2 separate regions of the Ovis aries genome follow, and region 2 is linked to region 1. The links are chromatin contacts, called in public Hi-C maps. All regions are on one chromosome and are shown on one strand. Each heading gives the region's core, a stretch centred on a gene start, on an enhancer-like site or on the middle of the called end of the contact. The rest is flanking DNA. Distances are from core to core; before and after follow the strand shown. Region 1 has its middle 16 kb from the start of TMEM63B. Region 2 holds the start of SPATS1 (spermatogenesis associated serine rich 1).

Evidence for each region. Hi-C and Micro-C count contacts between places; a contact is called where the count stands out from the background.
Region 2: a Hi-C map of liver shows a contact between it and region 1, with 4 times the contacts expected there. The contact joins the promoter of SPATS1 here to the enhancer-like site in region 1. A contact is called at or near these places in 6 of 16 Hi-C or Micro-C datasets (blood, liver, muscle and 2 more).

Annotation. Positions count from the first base shown.
Region 1 is chr20:17,622,270-17,629,903 of ARS-UI_Ramb_v3.0, reverse strand. No RefSeq gene overlaps it. Among named protein-coding and RNA genes, the nearest start is that of TMEM63B, 16 kb to the left of the region's middle. Within about 2 kb of position 4,438, at least 13 of the 54 cell types and tissues checked have an H3K27ac peak or open chromatin away from gene starts, as enhancers often do. A contact at or near this core is called in liver, muscle and tail adipose tissue, where this site is marked.
Region 2 is chr20:17,817,452-17,825,085 of ARS-UI_Ramb_v3.0, reverse strand. It overlaps SPATS1 (spermatogenesis associated serine rich 1), which reads right to left and starts at 3,291. Exons shown (of 8, transcript XM_060403211.1): 1 at 3,178-3,291; 2 at 2,640-2,816. The coding sequence starts at 2,754.

The DNA.
Region 1 (7,634 bases), core at 3,189-5,688:
TCCTTGTGGAGGTTTGGGCGGGGCTCCTTCCATCCCTTCAAATGGAATCTCTTCCATTCATTTCTATAGTCACTCTGCACTCCCATTGCAGGGGAGCGAAGATGCCTCATCCCCATGACGTGGCTCAGAAATAAAAAATAAAGTCACTCCTTTATTCATTCAAAATGTCCTGGCCACTTCTCATTATTAAACATTCCAGCGGCCTCTAGAGGCAGAATAGCCTGATGATTAAGAACACAACGCTCTGTTCCTGACTCCACCTCTTGCACTTAATGGCTTTGGGTAGGTTATTTCACTTCTCAGTCCCTCAGTTTCCTTGCCTGTCAAGTGGGGATACGATAATGGTATTTGCTTGATTGGGTTGATGTCAGACTTCAGTGAGTTAGCACCTCTGAGTGCTTGGTGACCGTAAGCACGTGATAGGCATCAGCTGTTTTCCATCATCGCTGCTCTGCAGCTGTCAGTGCTGGGAACAAAGTGAGGGTGAGCAGAGATCCCTGATCCCTTGGGCAGATCGACCCCGGTCACGTAACGACGGTCACGTAACGACTCCGACACGCGCAGGTCCCCAGGGGTAACAAGTGCCTGTGAGGGCAGGGTGAGACTTTTTCAGTGGGACCGGAGGCAGCTTCCCCGGGGAGTGGTTGCCTTGGCTGCCTTCTGAACGAAGGGGCATTGTGATAGAAGTCAGAACAGCGGTCACCTGGGGGGTGGGGGAGGAGCGTAGACTGCCAAGGTCACAAGGGAACCTTACAATATTGGGGACGTTCTAAATCTAGATCTGAGTGGGAGTCCCATGAATGTACACATCTGTAAATAATTACTGAGCTGTGTATTTCAGTGCACTGTATGTACTTTATACCTTAGGAAGAATACATGGACAGGCATTAGCTTAGTGAGAGGAGGGGAAAGTGGTCCAGACAGAGGGAAGAGGATGTGCAAAACCCTGTGGCAGAAGGGACTGGGTAAGTCCCAGGGACTCAAAGGAAAAGCCAGTGTGGCTGCAGCAGGTGAGCAGGAGGGAATGTGGGGAAGGATGGGGCTGGAAGAGGCAGCGCTGGCTGGGCCTGGGAAGTCTGCCGCATCCTGGGGGTGCTGGGATACTGGTGTAGGGTATTTAGCAAGCAGGGTTGGAGTGGTGGGAAGGAAGATACAGGAGACTTCCTCTATCTTCCTGTATCTAGCTTGGAAGGGCACTTGCTTTCTGGGGTCGGGCTCACTTCTCCCCCCGCCCTTAGTCAGCAGAATGCATGTTCATCCTTTCATGGGTCTGCAGGGCACTGGCCCACCTCCCTGCTGATCTCCTGAAGGAGACTGATCGTGGAGGGGCACTTGGGGAGGCCAGAGTGCACCATGATGTGCTGTTGGCCTAGGGTGGAGGAGGGGAGCAGAAGCCTTTAGTAGGTACAGTTGACTGGGCTTGGTGGTGTGCTTGGACGCTGGGGAAGGGCCAATGGGGCCCTGGTGTCCGGCTCCCTTTGCTGTGTGATTGGTCCTGCAGAACGCTGAACTGGGTGCTCCGGGAGAGGCCCAAGGGTGGGGGAGGAGGCGCTTTGGGGGGTCCACACGGAGGCGCCTCTGAGAGGTGTCCCGCAGGTAGCTGGATGTAAACAGTCTCTTCAGTTGGAATAGCGCTTAGGGTGTGTCCTGAAAGCATTTATGTGGATGTGCATTTTTGGAGTTCCTCATGGTCCTTAGGTTTGGCAGCCCCTGATCCTGTATTTTCCACAAGGACTTGCCTTTCAGAGGTAACGTGATTCCTCAGGGTGATTCTTGCAACTAGTAGCTGGTCTCAAGGGCATATCCAATCAGTGACTTCAGCTCAGGGGGTCCTCCCATGACGTCTTGGGGTCTTTCATGGCTGTGGAGTCCTTGCCGTCTTGAGCAGAGTCTCACCGGCTGTGAGTCTAGGTGATAACTGTCTGGTTTTCCCAGATTCAGTGGCTTCTCTTGGAGCCTTTCTAGCTCCGCCTTGACTGCTTGGAAGCGGAGATTGTTTCCATCTTCCTGGTTGAGGTGTGCACCAGTCGCCAGGGCTCCTCTGACCTAGCCTGATTCAAGGGCCTCCGGGTATTTTAGGAGTAACCGCCCTCTTCCTCCGGCCCTCTGGAAGGGCTGTTAGACTGGCTGAGGTCTCTGTCCCACACTGGGACCTGCTTGCCCAGTGGGGAGAGTCTCTGCTGCAGCAGCTGCTACTCAGCAATCCCTTAAGGCCTCTGCTTTCTGGGCTGCTTCTCAAGGGCTGCAGGAGAGAGAGAGACCCCTGTCCTGAGGGAAAGGAAGGGCGGGCTTGTCCTCAGTCTGGCACCACCTGCTCCGGGCATCGCCTTTGCTCTGACCAGGGTGGCTTGACCAGAGCTGCCCTCTAGCTTGGAAGGGCACTTGCTTTCTGGGGTCGGGCTCACTTCTCCCCCCGCCCTTAGTCAGCAGAATGCATGTTCATCCTTTCATGGGTCTGCAGGGCACTGGCCCGCCTCCCTGCTGTTGAAGTTTGCCCAAGTCATTCAAATGACCGTCCTGCCACCCACTCCCCGCCCCCTCCTCCCCCCATGACTGCCTCCCAAGGTGTTCTGTGCTGACCGTGGGAAGGCTGTGGTTTCCAGGGGCCGGGGGCCAGAGCCTGCTCCCTGACAGTGACCGTGACGCAGGGCCTCCGGCGCACAGCCCAGAATAGCCTAGGCTGCGCTCTATCCCAGCTGCCCTATCACTTTGCAAACTGGAATCTAATTTGCTGTCCACCCTCCCCACCCCAGTCTCTCAGTCAGTACTGCTTTCTTTGCTCATGAAATATTTATAATCACAGATTATGTTTCCCTATGAGTATAAACTTGCTTTTGTTGTTTTTCCTCCTCCGCCCTTAAGAAGCTGCCTCTGACAAGTCAAAGAGCCTCATCTCTCTGGGTTCATAGACCTCATCCATGAGTCTGCTGCAGCATCGCAGCCTCCGGCTCCACCCTCGGGTTGACTCCCTCTGCTGCCCCACTGCCAGACAGACCTTGAACATCGGGGCTTGTGGTTTGGAGACTGGCTTCCCATCAGGCCTGTGCGGCGAACTAGCCAAGTGCCTGGGCGAGTCACCGCCTCAGGGAGCTGGCTCCGCCACTGGTGGGCGTGCCTCCAGGGTCACCAGGCATGGCCCTCACCCCAGCCACCTGGAAGGGTGTGCCCTTGGCGGCAGATGGGGACCTAGGCAAAGAATGCAGGGATCAGCCTGTGGCCATAAACACTCCTGGAAAAATAATCCAAAGCCAACCACCTCTAGCAGGGATGGTGAGGCCACATCACTGCCTGGATGGCAGGCAGTCCCTCATACCCTCAAGCCCAGCCTTGCTTTAGTGAAGTGGGGGGATTGGAGGGGCACTGGTGGGGAGGACCTGCCAGAGGCCGGCCTCCTCCCCTCTGCAGGGGTGGGGCCAGGGCGTGGCCGGGCCTCAGCTATCTCAGCCTCCTTGGCCTCTCTGCTCCATCCTCCTATTGCCTTTCTTGGCCTCATGTCCTCTCTCAGCTGCTGAGAATTCTTGTTTTTGATGAAAATTGCATGATACTGGAATCAGATGATTAACTGAAATTCAAATCTGTCCCAACAGCTGCTTTTCTTTCCTTCCCCTAATTTTGTAATTCAGTCTTTCAACAACAAAAAAAAAATTTCAGGATTTCATTTTATTGTTTCCTACCTGCAGGTTAGTTCCCCTCAGTATTTTGGACATTTGCTGAATTGTTTTTGCCAAATGCTTGTAATTTCCCGAATTAGTTGGACTTCTAGGCTCAAAGTGAAAATGAGTTCGCTTCTCCATTTTTACCATCAAGCCAGTTTCTTTATGATTTCTTAAAGCCAGTGGTTTCCAGTCAGATTCAGTGATAACCAGCTGTCACTTGCTTAATATTATGACAGGCTATCTCGTAAGACATACCACTAGCTTTTTAAAATTTTATTTTTATTTTGTTGGCCACACTGTGCAGCATGTGGAATCTTAAGCTCCCTGACCAGGGATTGAACTTGTGCCCCCTGTCTTGGAAACGTGGAGTCTCAACCCCTGGACAGCCAGGGAAGTCCCTTTTTTTTTTTTTTAAAGGAAGTGAATTTAAACTTATTTTGAGAATTTCATCAGAGCCCTTGGATAATTGGGATACCCCTGGGTATTATGAAACTGTGATTGGCAGTTGATTTTAGGGCAAATATTTACATGACAAATAGAGGCAACTCTCGGTCAGTTGAGACTGATGATCTGGTGGGCGGGCCATCAGAGCCACCCTCCCGGCTCCCTGCTTTGGGCTCCTTGTTGATTTGTCTCTCCTGAGAAAGAGGAAACAGCGAGACCTTCTCTCCCAGTGCCGGCCTTTCCTGGGGATGCTGTGCCGGGCCTGCCAGGATTTCCCAGGCTGGGAGTGGGCGGTGGCGCCCCAGCCCCACAGGCTCACCCAATGCCCTGCCCAGCTGGCACGTGTTCATGTACTGTACTGGCACTGTCCTTACCCACTTACATTGACTCATCGGTTTGCTGCCGGTTCTGGTTAAAGGTTTGCTCATGAAGAAGAATGAAACCCTTGCTTGAAATGAGATTTTAGAGTTGTCTGCGAATTTTGTTTCTCCAGGCAGGGTCCCCACAATAGACAAATGATTAAGAATCCTTGCATGGGTGCTCACTTTGCAGCACATAGACAAAATTGGAACAAGACACAGATGTAGAGGGTAAAGTTGTGGTACACAGACACAAGTGGATGCTAAGGGGAGAGGGGGGAAGTGGGATGAATGGGGAGATTTAAGACTGACACGTGCACACTGCTGCTGCTGCCGCCGCCAAGTCACTTCAGTCGTGTCTGACTCTGTGCGACCCCATAGACGGCAGCCCACCAGGCTCCCCCGTCCCTGGGATTCTCCAGGCAAGAACACTGGAGTGGGTTGCCATTTCCCTCTCCAATGCATGAAAGTGAAAAGTGAAGGGGAAGTCGCTCAGTCATATCCGACTCTTCGCAACCCCATGGACCGCAGCCCACCTACTGTGTATAAAATAGTTAACTGTTGAGAACCTACTTTACAGCACAGGGAACTCTGCTTAGTGCGCTATGGTGACCTAAATGGGAAGGAAATCTAAAAAAGAGGGGGGGATATATACACACACACACACACACACACACAACACACACACACATATATATATATATAGACACACCAGGGAAGCATATATATAGCTCAGCTGGTAAAGAATCTGCCTGCAAAGCAGGAGACCTCGGTTTGATTCCTGGGTCAGGAAGATCCCCTGGAAAAGGGACAGGCTACCCACTCCAGTATTCTTAGGCTTCTCTGGTGGCTCAGATGGTAAAGAATCCACCTGTAATGTGGGAGACCTGAGTTTGATCCCTGGGTCAGGAAGATCCTCTGGAGGAGGGCATGGCAACTCACTGTGGTATTCTTGCCTGGAGAATCCCCATGGACAGAGGAGCCTCTTGGGCTACAGTCCACGGGGTCACAGAGAGTTGGACACAACTGAGCGACTAAGCACAACACAGTGTGTGTGTGTGTGTGTGTGTGTGTGTGTGTGTGTGTATACTGATTCACTTTTCTGTATAGCATAACATTGTAAAGCAACTATACTCCAATAAAAATTTAAAAAAATTACACGGTTATCCATTTATTTGAACAGTGTTTGCTGCAAATCTGCTGTCCCATAGGCTTCCCTTTGTAATGAATTAAATTGCTTTTTAGTAGGTAACTGCTTGCAGAGTGATACCCCACTTAACGTACATTTTTTCTTTTGTTACACATAAAAATTGATTTTAGTCTTACCCGTTCCCTTTATTTATAAGATGTATTTATGGTTTTAAAAAGTCTGATACTGAAGCAATGTCAGTGCTTCAAGATATCTGAATCATGATATCTGATATCAGTGTCATGATATCTGAAAGAAATTACCAATCGTCGTATCTAAATGAGGAGTATATGTCGATTGTACTATTTTTTCAACTTTTCAAAAATGCTAGGAATAAAAGAAATAAAAAGGAATGACTTAAAAAAAACACAAAACCTGAAGTCTAGGGACTTTCCTGGTGGTCCAGTGGTTAAGAATCGGCCTTCCAGTGCAGTGGGACACAGGTTTGATCCCTGGTTGGGGAACTAAGATCCCACAGGCTTTGGGTAACTAAGCTCTCTCGCTACGGCTGCTGAGCCCACGTGCTCTTGCACCCTGGCGTCACAACTAGAGAGAAGCCTTTGTGTCATGACAGAGAGCCCGTATACTGAAACCATGATGCAACCCAGCCAAAAATAAATAAATACTTTGAAAAAATTTTGGGAGGAGGAATCAAGATGGCAGAACAGAAGGACGTGGAGACCACCCTCTCCCACACACGAAAAATTCTAATGAACACCAAACCCGTGTTCCAAATGTGTTCGCGTTGGCTGGGACCCAGGCTGGCCCCGAGCTGTGGCTCTCTGCTGGCCCATGGGGATGGGATGGTCCTGGCACCAGGAGCTGTGGCCACCAAGTCCACGCACAGCTGCCAACATGCCAGCTGCTAGCCTGGCCAGTCCCACCTCCCTCCCTGCCCTTGGGCCAGGGCTCAGGTTGTATTCTATACGAATACGGCTATAGTATTTCTTTTGTTCTTCCTCGCAAAAAATTTTTTAAAATAATTTTAATTGGAGGATAATTACTTTACAGTATTGTGGTGGGTTTTGCCATATATTCACATGAATCAGCCATGGGTGTACATGTGTCCCTCATCCCGAACCCCCCTCCCACCTCTCTCCCCATCCCATCCCTCTGGGCTGTCCCAGTGCACCAACTTTGAATGCCCTGTTTCATGCATCAAACTTGGACCGGTCATCTCTTTCATATATGGTAATATTCATGTTTCAATGCTATTCTCTCAAATCATCCCACCCTCACCTTCTCCCACAGAGTTCAAAAGTCTGTTCTTTATATCTGTGTCTCTTTTGCTGTCTCGTGTATAGGGTCATTGTTACCATCTTTCTAAATTCCATATATATGCATTATTATACTGTATTGGTGTTTTTCTTTTTGACTTACTTCACTCCGTATAATAGGCTCTGGTTTCATCCACTTCATTAGAACTGATTCAAATGCATTCTTCTTAATGGCTGAGTAATATTCCATTGTGTATATGTACCACAGCTTTCTTATCCATTTGTCTGCCAGTGGACATCTAGGTTGCTTCCATGTCCTACCTATTGTAAACAGTGCTGAGATGAACACTGAGGTACACTTGTCTCTTTCAATTCCGATTTTGTTCTTCCTCTTTTTAAAAAATATTTATTTGGCTGCATTGGGTGTTAGTTGTGTCATAGATAAGATCTTGCCTTGGCATGTGGGATCTTAGTTCCCTGACCAGGAACTGAACTCACATCCCCTGCACTGCAGGTGGATTCTTAACTACTGGACCACCAGGAAAGTCCTGCTATAGTATTTCTCTTAACTCTGTATTTCCAACACCAGGCACATAGTAGATGTGCAGTAAATGTCAAACGAATAGATTCCCTGTGTTCAAGTTGGTGGTGAGTATTTAAAGGAGAGGAGAGCTTTGTGTTTCCTAAGCGTCACTGCTGGTTGATATGTAGTTTGTTTTGGGGAAGGCGCAGGGTACCTCTCTCACCAAGGACACATCGCAGCTAACCC
Region 2 (7,634 bases), core at 2,042-4,541, 200 kb before region 1:
GCAAGGGTTGTTTGCTAAGGATGGTATTAGAGAGGGCCCCCTCACAAGTTTTGGGGTTTCTTTTTTTTGAGAGGTAAAATGTAAATATATTATGCAACCCTAAGCAGCGAGCCAGTGAAATCACATCTACAAATTTAGCCTATTTCCCTGTTTACTTAAGAAGTTTTGTGATGGCAACATTCTAGAAAGCGGCGTGCAGCTGCCCTAACAGCAGACTCTGCAGACGGACCAGCAAGGGCTGGAAGAGGGGTCTGCCTGCTCAACTGGCACTTTCTCCAAACCTGGCTGACTTCCGGAAATTCCTAGAAGAAACTCAGCTTCAAACATCATCTGGAGACACTTAAGCCTGACCCCAGGCTGCCTCTCCACATCTCCTCAGGTGGGAGAAGTGAAGTGAAGTCACTCAGTCGTGTCCGACTCTTTGCGATCCCATGGACTGTAGCCTATCAGGCTCCTCCGTCTATGGGATTTTCCAGGCAAGAGTGCTGGAGTGGATTGCCATTGCCTTCTCCAGGGGATCTTCCTGACCCAGGAATCGGGTCTCCCTGATTGCAGGCAGACGCTTTACCATCTAAGCCACCAGGGGGGAGAAGAGCGCTGGAAATGCAAGACCGAACCCTCAAGTCCGAACCCTCCCATCCTGATATTGATGCCTCCGCTGTGTAGAGTAACATCAAGTTACTTTCAGCAAGTCAGTGACCTGTTGTGCCCAGCTCACAATGCCTGCCCCACCTCTCTATCTAGCACTGTAGCCTGAGGCGAGACACGGTAAGTTAAGGAACATTCTTCTTGAAAGGGTCACCATTTATCATGCTCCTTGTTACCAAATGCAAAAGATACCCAGTGAGTCATGAACTTGAAAATCCTAAGTCAAACACTTCAAGACAAAAAAAAAAAAAAAAAGATGGTCCAACCTAAGAGAAAGTTCTGATGACTAGAAAGGAATCGAGGGGGAAAAAAGTCTGTTTCAGAAGAAAGTCTGTTTCTTTGGTACCATCTGTGAAATTCACAATAATTATTTCCATTTCCGTTAGGCAGGAATAACACCTTACATAACCAAGGCACTTTCACACGCTTGTCATCCCAGCTGAGTTACACAATAGCACTGTCTGGCGGGGAGAAAATAACACAGCAAGCCAAGTTAGCTTCTTGTGGATACTCTTTAACCAAACACTTGGTTTCCAGTCCCTGTTTATCTGCTCAACAAACAAATGAAAGATCTAGGACAGTGGTTTTTAACCCTTTTTTGAATCACAGACTCCCCCCAAGAAATAAAGAAAGTCCTGGGTTCTCTCTGCTGGAAAAATGCATACACATCCAGAGTTGTGCACTTGACCTATGCTGGTTCATGGATCCATGCTCCTTTCCTTACTGAAACCTGTGGACTCCATGTGAAGCTGAGCTCAGATGTGGTCTCCTGAGTGGATACCACTCTCCAGCAGAAAAGGAAGCCATGTGGTGTGGCAATCTCAGGGGCTACTGTTCTTCCAGGAGCCCTAACCTAGAAACCTGAAACCCTTTTACCCACCCTTAAAATAGCAGCATCCTTCTTTAGGCCTGGTCAATCTGAAAACTGTGGAACATTCTGGAGCTTAAAGCTAGAATCCCAGAACCTTTTTCTCCTTGCTGAACTAGCCACATTGGGCAATTAGTGGCTCTAATTTCTATTGCTCCACTGGCCCCTGCTTGTAAGAAAAGGTGAAAGTCTGAGTCACTCAGTGGTGTCTGACTCTTTGCGACCCCATGGATTGTAGCACGCCAAGCTCCTCTGTCCATGGGATTCTCCAGGCAAGAATACTGGTGTGTGTTGTCATGCTCCTCTCCAGGAGATCTTCCCGACCTAGGGATTGAATCCCAGTCATTGAGGGTAAATTCTTTACTGTCAAAGCCACCAGGGGAGCCCCAGTTGTAGGCAGGTAGTAAATCATACTGCCACCCTCTCCCTGCACTTGTAAATGGAGAGATCACAGACCCGGAATACAGAAGACCAAAGACCCAGCTCTAACGGGCAGAGATGGAATGTACTACAATCTCTTTTTGAAGGCTACCCACTTACATGTACTCACTTGGGGGTTTTCTGAGAGACTCTGGTTGTTCTACTCCACAAGCACTGTTCTCTAAAGACAAATATACCCCTAAACATTCTCTTCAGCCATAAAAATCAATCACAGAGCTCCCATCCACTGTTTAAGCTAAACCTTTCATCAAAGTGTTCCTAATTTCTACCTGAGCTGTCCCATCCAATGAACAGTGCCACAAATCTGATATATGAGCAAAGAGAAAAAAGAAGTGGGGGCCTGGGTTTGGAGACCGGAAGACTCATGTCAAATCCCAGCTTTATCATTTATTGACTGAGGCACTGGGCAGGTCAAACCTATGTCCTCCTTCATTCTTTGTAATATACTTCTCCGTGAGATATATTAGGAGATCCAGGGAGGTTATTTATGAGAACGCCTGCTTGGATGCTGCTCTCTGCCTTAGCAGACCTTGGGTTAATACAGACAGTATCAGTACAAATAGTCCCTATTACAGGGTCCCAAACTAGCCTTCTTTTAAACGTCAAAAGATGCCTTCTGGCTCAGTGTACTTGGCTGGGGCAACCAAATCCCAGTCAGCCCTCCTGATTTTTTAAACTCAACTGTATCTCTTCTCTCCAGTGGTGATGTCAGAGTCTCCTTTCTCTTGAACCTTATTCAGGTCTCTGCTGTAGAGGAGGCGGAGACGAGAGCCCCGAGGACAGCTTCCAGCGTCCATGGACTCAGCTGTGCAGATGTTGATTTAAATATTAAAAAGCGAGCCGGAGACAAAGAAAAGACCTTTGTTTAAAAAAAAAAAAAAAAAGCATCAATCAAAGGAAACAAAACTTCAGGGGCCACCGAAAGTCTACAGGGCAGGGCTGGCCTCTTGATCAAAGCTTCCCTCGCTTTCTCTGATCGGGCGTTTCCAGGTTCGGATGCCCGCCGAGCTCCCTGGGCCCTCGCCCGCCCACCGAGATGCTCCTTCCCTCCCTCCGCTGGGTGGTCCACCCCTTCCCCCAGAGGAGGCCTGGCTCTAACGCTCCGAGGCCTCCAAGGATGATACGGCCGACATCAACGCACCAACCCCAACCGGCAGCCGAACTGCCGAACTGCAGGCCGCGGATCCGACAGCCAAGGGCAAGAGGGACGCCGCGGCCACCTGCTTCACCCGCGGAGGCGCGTTCCGGGGTTGCCAGGACACCAGCCCAGCAACGCGCGCCGCCGCCTCCCGCCAGGCGGTGCTTCCCGGTCTTCTTGGCTTCCCCGGCTCTCTGGCACGTGATGGAGTCTTTTAAAGGAGCAAAACCAGAGTCCCTAGCCCTGGCGGGGCGTGGTGGGCAAGGACCAATGGAAAAGTGGCTTTGTGTTTCTGAATTTTTTTTTTCTTTCTCTTTGAGAACTGTGGGTACTTCCCTGGTGGTCGAATGGCTGACTCACTCTTGCGCTCCCAATGCAGGGAGCCTGGGTTCCATCCCTGATCAGGGAACTATCCTGTGAGAGGCAACTAAAACCCGGTGCAGCCAAGTAAACAAATACTTTTTTTTAAATTGTGGTTCTTCTCCGGGCAATTTTCATTATCAGGACTGTAGCCTCTGGTGGCAGTGAATGATGAGCCCTCCAAAAAAGCTTGCAGATGCGGTCTTATAACTGGCATTGATTGGACAAGATCACCTAACACTTCAGAGCCTCTTTTCTGGGCCAGGCGCCCTGGTGGATGTTATCTTCCTTAAGCAGCCAGCTGCATTTTTCAAAATAGAAAGCTGAGTTTGAGCAAGGGCTTGCTCAAGGTCACCCAGAAAACTGAGATTCATTTCCAAGTTTTCTCACTCCAAATCTACCACTCTGTCCATCATACCAACTTCAATTATCTTACTTAATTCTTATTAGCAACTAATCAATCTTGCAGGCAAACCTTCTCTCCGACTCTGGTTTATGTCCCTCAGTTCAAATTCTGATGCAATTTTTGCCTTGGTGAAGTGTAAAAAAATTAGACTGTGTTTTTATTTTAATAAAATTTTTACTGATTATAAAAGAAAAAAGTGGTCATTCTAGAAACCTTGAAAAAAAATTTAAAAGTATTGTTGCCCAGCTAACATTAAGATGCTGCGATGCCAGGAAGGCAGAGATTTTCGTGTTTTGTTCACTGCTATACACCAAGCACTTAGCACAGTGCCTAGCACATACAGGCACTCAATAATCAGTTTAACAAATAAATGGGTGGGTGGATTATGGATGTCAATGGCCCGAGCTGAGCTACTCCCTCTTCTGTTTCCATCCTTCTGGAAAGAGACCAGGTCTCTAACCTGCACCATCAAGTTTCAAGACATCAGGACAGACAGCAGAGCCAAAACTCATCCTAGATGAGCCCTGTGTACTTCGACTCCTAAACCTTCCCTTTCTCTGCAGCTTTAAAGCCTCCTGGGCCACTTTGCGTTCATCCCTGGGCAAGTTTTAGATGCCTCCCACCCTGGGCTGAGGTCTGGCAGGGCTTGGGAGTCATCCTAAGGAGTTTTGGGGGGCAGCAGAGCTCCAGAAGCTGCCTGGCTGCCAAGATTCAGCAGTAGAGGTGAGGGTTTGGACGCTCGGTGTATCAAGAAGCCCAAGGCCCCCTGAAGCTCCCAGAAAAGTCTGTATGTATAGCCCAGAGGGCGAGGGCCATCCAGCAAAATGGGCTTATCTGGGGGCTCTCATCAGCATCCTCTCTCTTGGCTACCTCCCCCCAGACCAAGCCTGGCCCAGAGGTCACCGCAGAATCCACATTGAAACGGAGGGTTGATGTAGAAAGCGGGCAGATCTTGGGCCCTGAAATCAACCTTCTCGAGGGCTGTAGGGCCCTCCTTGCAGCTCTGCAGTCTGGGATCCTGCCATGCCATGAGCTGGATCTGAATGAGCTGGGGGAGGGAGGAGGGGTCCCAAATGAGTGGGATCGCAGGGCCATCACTAGCACATATAGGGTCTAGTGCCTAAATAAGGTTTTTTTTAATTAATGTTTTTGTGGGTCATAAGTTGTTGTATATCAACATTTTCATGATCCGACCTAACCATAAAAGGCAAATGCTTCTGGGAGGTTACATGGCGAGGTGGAAGGAAGGTGAGCTAGACCTTAGTCCCACCAGCCCCTCTGCCCCATGGAACCTCACTTTACAGTCACTCACTGGGGGCTCGGCTCTGAGAAGGGACAGCAGAGCGAGGCAGTTGGTAGGAAGAGGTAAACCAGGCAGGTGTTGCAGACACTGGTTAGGGAGGGCCAGTTCTGGTTTTTGCGTGGCCTGCTCTGAATCCAGACCCTTTAGAACAAATAGTGAGGCAATGATAAGAACTAGGTGGGTGCAAGCTAAGTCGCTTCAGTCATGTCTGACTCTTTGCAACCCTATGGACTGTGGCCCACCGCAACTCCTCTGTCCATGGGATTTTCCAGGCAAGAATACTGGAGTGGGTTGCCATGCCCTCTTCCAGGGCATCTTCTGACCCAGGCTTGAAGCCTCATCTCTTACATCTCCTGCATTGGCAGGCGGGTTCTTTACCACTAGTGCCACCTGGGCAGCCCAAGAACTAGGTGCCTAGGGAATTACAGGAAGACAGACAGCAGAGAGGGAATCAAATAAACTCTACCCCTGTTCCTCTGGGGCCTTTAGCAGAACACAGGGAAGAAGCCTGACTCTAGAAGGAGGACATTGTGTGATAGTCAAGTGGTCAGGGACATGGTAAAATGCTTCTTGTGTCTGGTAAACCTCAAGAGTTTCCATCTAAATCGGGGCGTGGTGGGGTGGTCCTTAAACATTAACTCTCCCCTCAGCTGCATGGCAAACAGTGCATATATGGGAACCTCTTTTCTCCAATGTCAAGAAAGTTCAGTTCATTCGTTCAGTTGCTCAGTTGTGTCCGACTCTCTGCGACCCCATGAATCGCAGCACACCAGGCCTCCCTGTCCATCACCATCTCCCGGAGTTCACCCAGACTCACGTCCATCAAGTCCGTGATGCCATCCAGCCATCTCATCCTGGGTCGTCCCCTTCTCTTCCCGCCCCCAATCTCTCCCAGCATCAGAGTCTTTTCCAATGAGTCAACTCTTTGCATCGGGTGGCCAAAGTACTGGAGCTTCAGATTTAGCATCATTCCTTCCAAAGAAATCCCAGGGTTGATCTCCTTCAGAATGGACTTGTTGGATCTCCTTGCAGTCCAAGGGACCTTCAAGAGTCTTCTTCAACACCACAGTTCAAACGCATCAATTCTTTGGTGCTCAGCCTTCATCACAGTCCAACTCTCACATCCATATATGACCATAGGAAAAAGTCACCACAAACCACTTGACATGCATGTCCCATAAACACACACCAGAGGGCAGTGTAAACCAGGACATGAAAAAACATCACAGAGCCTCCTACAAAAAGGGCGCTGGGGAAATGGGTGTGGGGTGGATTACTGATGCACCGTTGTCTTTGAAAACTTTCAGTGGTAGACAGAGGGGGCCTGGCAAAGGTGGCTGGAAGGGAGCGTTTGTACCTCAGAACCTGCTACCACCAGCAGCTCCCAAACCCTCAAGGACTTCCCATCAGGTCAGGTCAGGAAATACCTTCCAAGCACCTCCCATGTGCAAGGCACTGTGCTAGGGGCAGGGATTTGAAAGTGAGTAAAACCCAGTCCCTTCTCCAACTGAGCACCTATGATGTGCCCATCTCTTTACGGTCATTATCCCATTTAATGCTCACAATGGCAAAGTGCTTAAGAATTATCCCCATTTTACAGATGATGAAAAACAGACTCAGGGGGGTAAAATACTAGTCCCACTGCGCGCATGCTAAGTCACTGCAATTGTGTCAGACTCTGCAACCCTATGGACTGTGGCCTGTCAGGCTCCTCTGTCCATGGGACTTTCCAGGCAAGAATATTAACGTGGGTTGCCATGACCTCCTCCAGGGGATCTTCCTGATCCAGGGATCGAATCCATGTCTCAAGTCTCCTACATTGGCAGACAGGTTCCTTATCACTAGCGCCAGCTGGGAAGCCCACTAAAGTGAAAGTGAAGACGCTCAGTCGTGTCTGACTCTTTGCAACCCCATGGACTCTAGCCTACCAGGCTCCTCCCTCCATGGGATTCTCCAGGCAAGAGTACTGGAGTGGGGTACCATTTCCTAATTGGAGTTTAAGCCGGGTCTGTCTAGATTCAGAGCTGGGGCCCTCACTACTGTGAACCTTCTTTTTTAAAAAAATGTATTTATGTATTTATTTGGCTGCTCCAGTTCTTAGTTGCCTCATGTGGGATCTAGGATCTTTGTTGCAGTATGTGGGATCTAGTTCCCTGACCTGGGATCGAAGCCACGTCCCCTACACTGGGATCGTGAAGTCTTAGCCACGGGACCACCAGGAAGCCCCCAGGAGCCTTCTTGGTGTGTGCTCTCACAAGGTGATTGAGAGGATTAATGAATAAACACGTGTAGAGCACTTAGCACACCCTGCACATGGTAAGAAGCCAATAAGTGTGCACTTTTGTTAAGAGCACTTCCTTCTGTGACTACTTTCTCTAACTATGAAGCGCCAACTCAAATCTGAAGCAAGAGAAGCTGAACAGCATCTGGCCTGTTCTGTTAGAGAATGGCGAAGAGAGAAAAGAGTAGA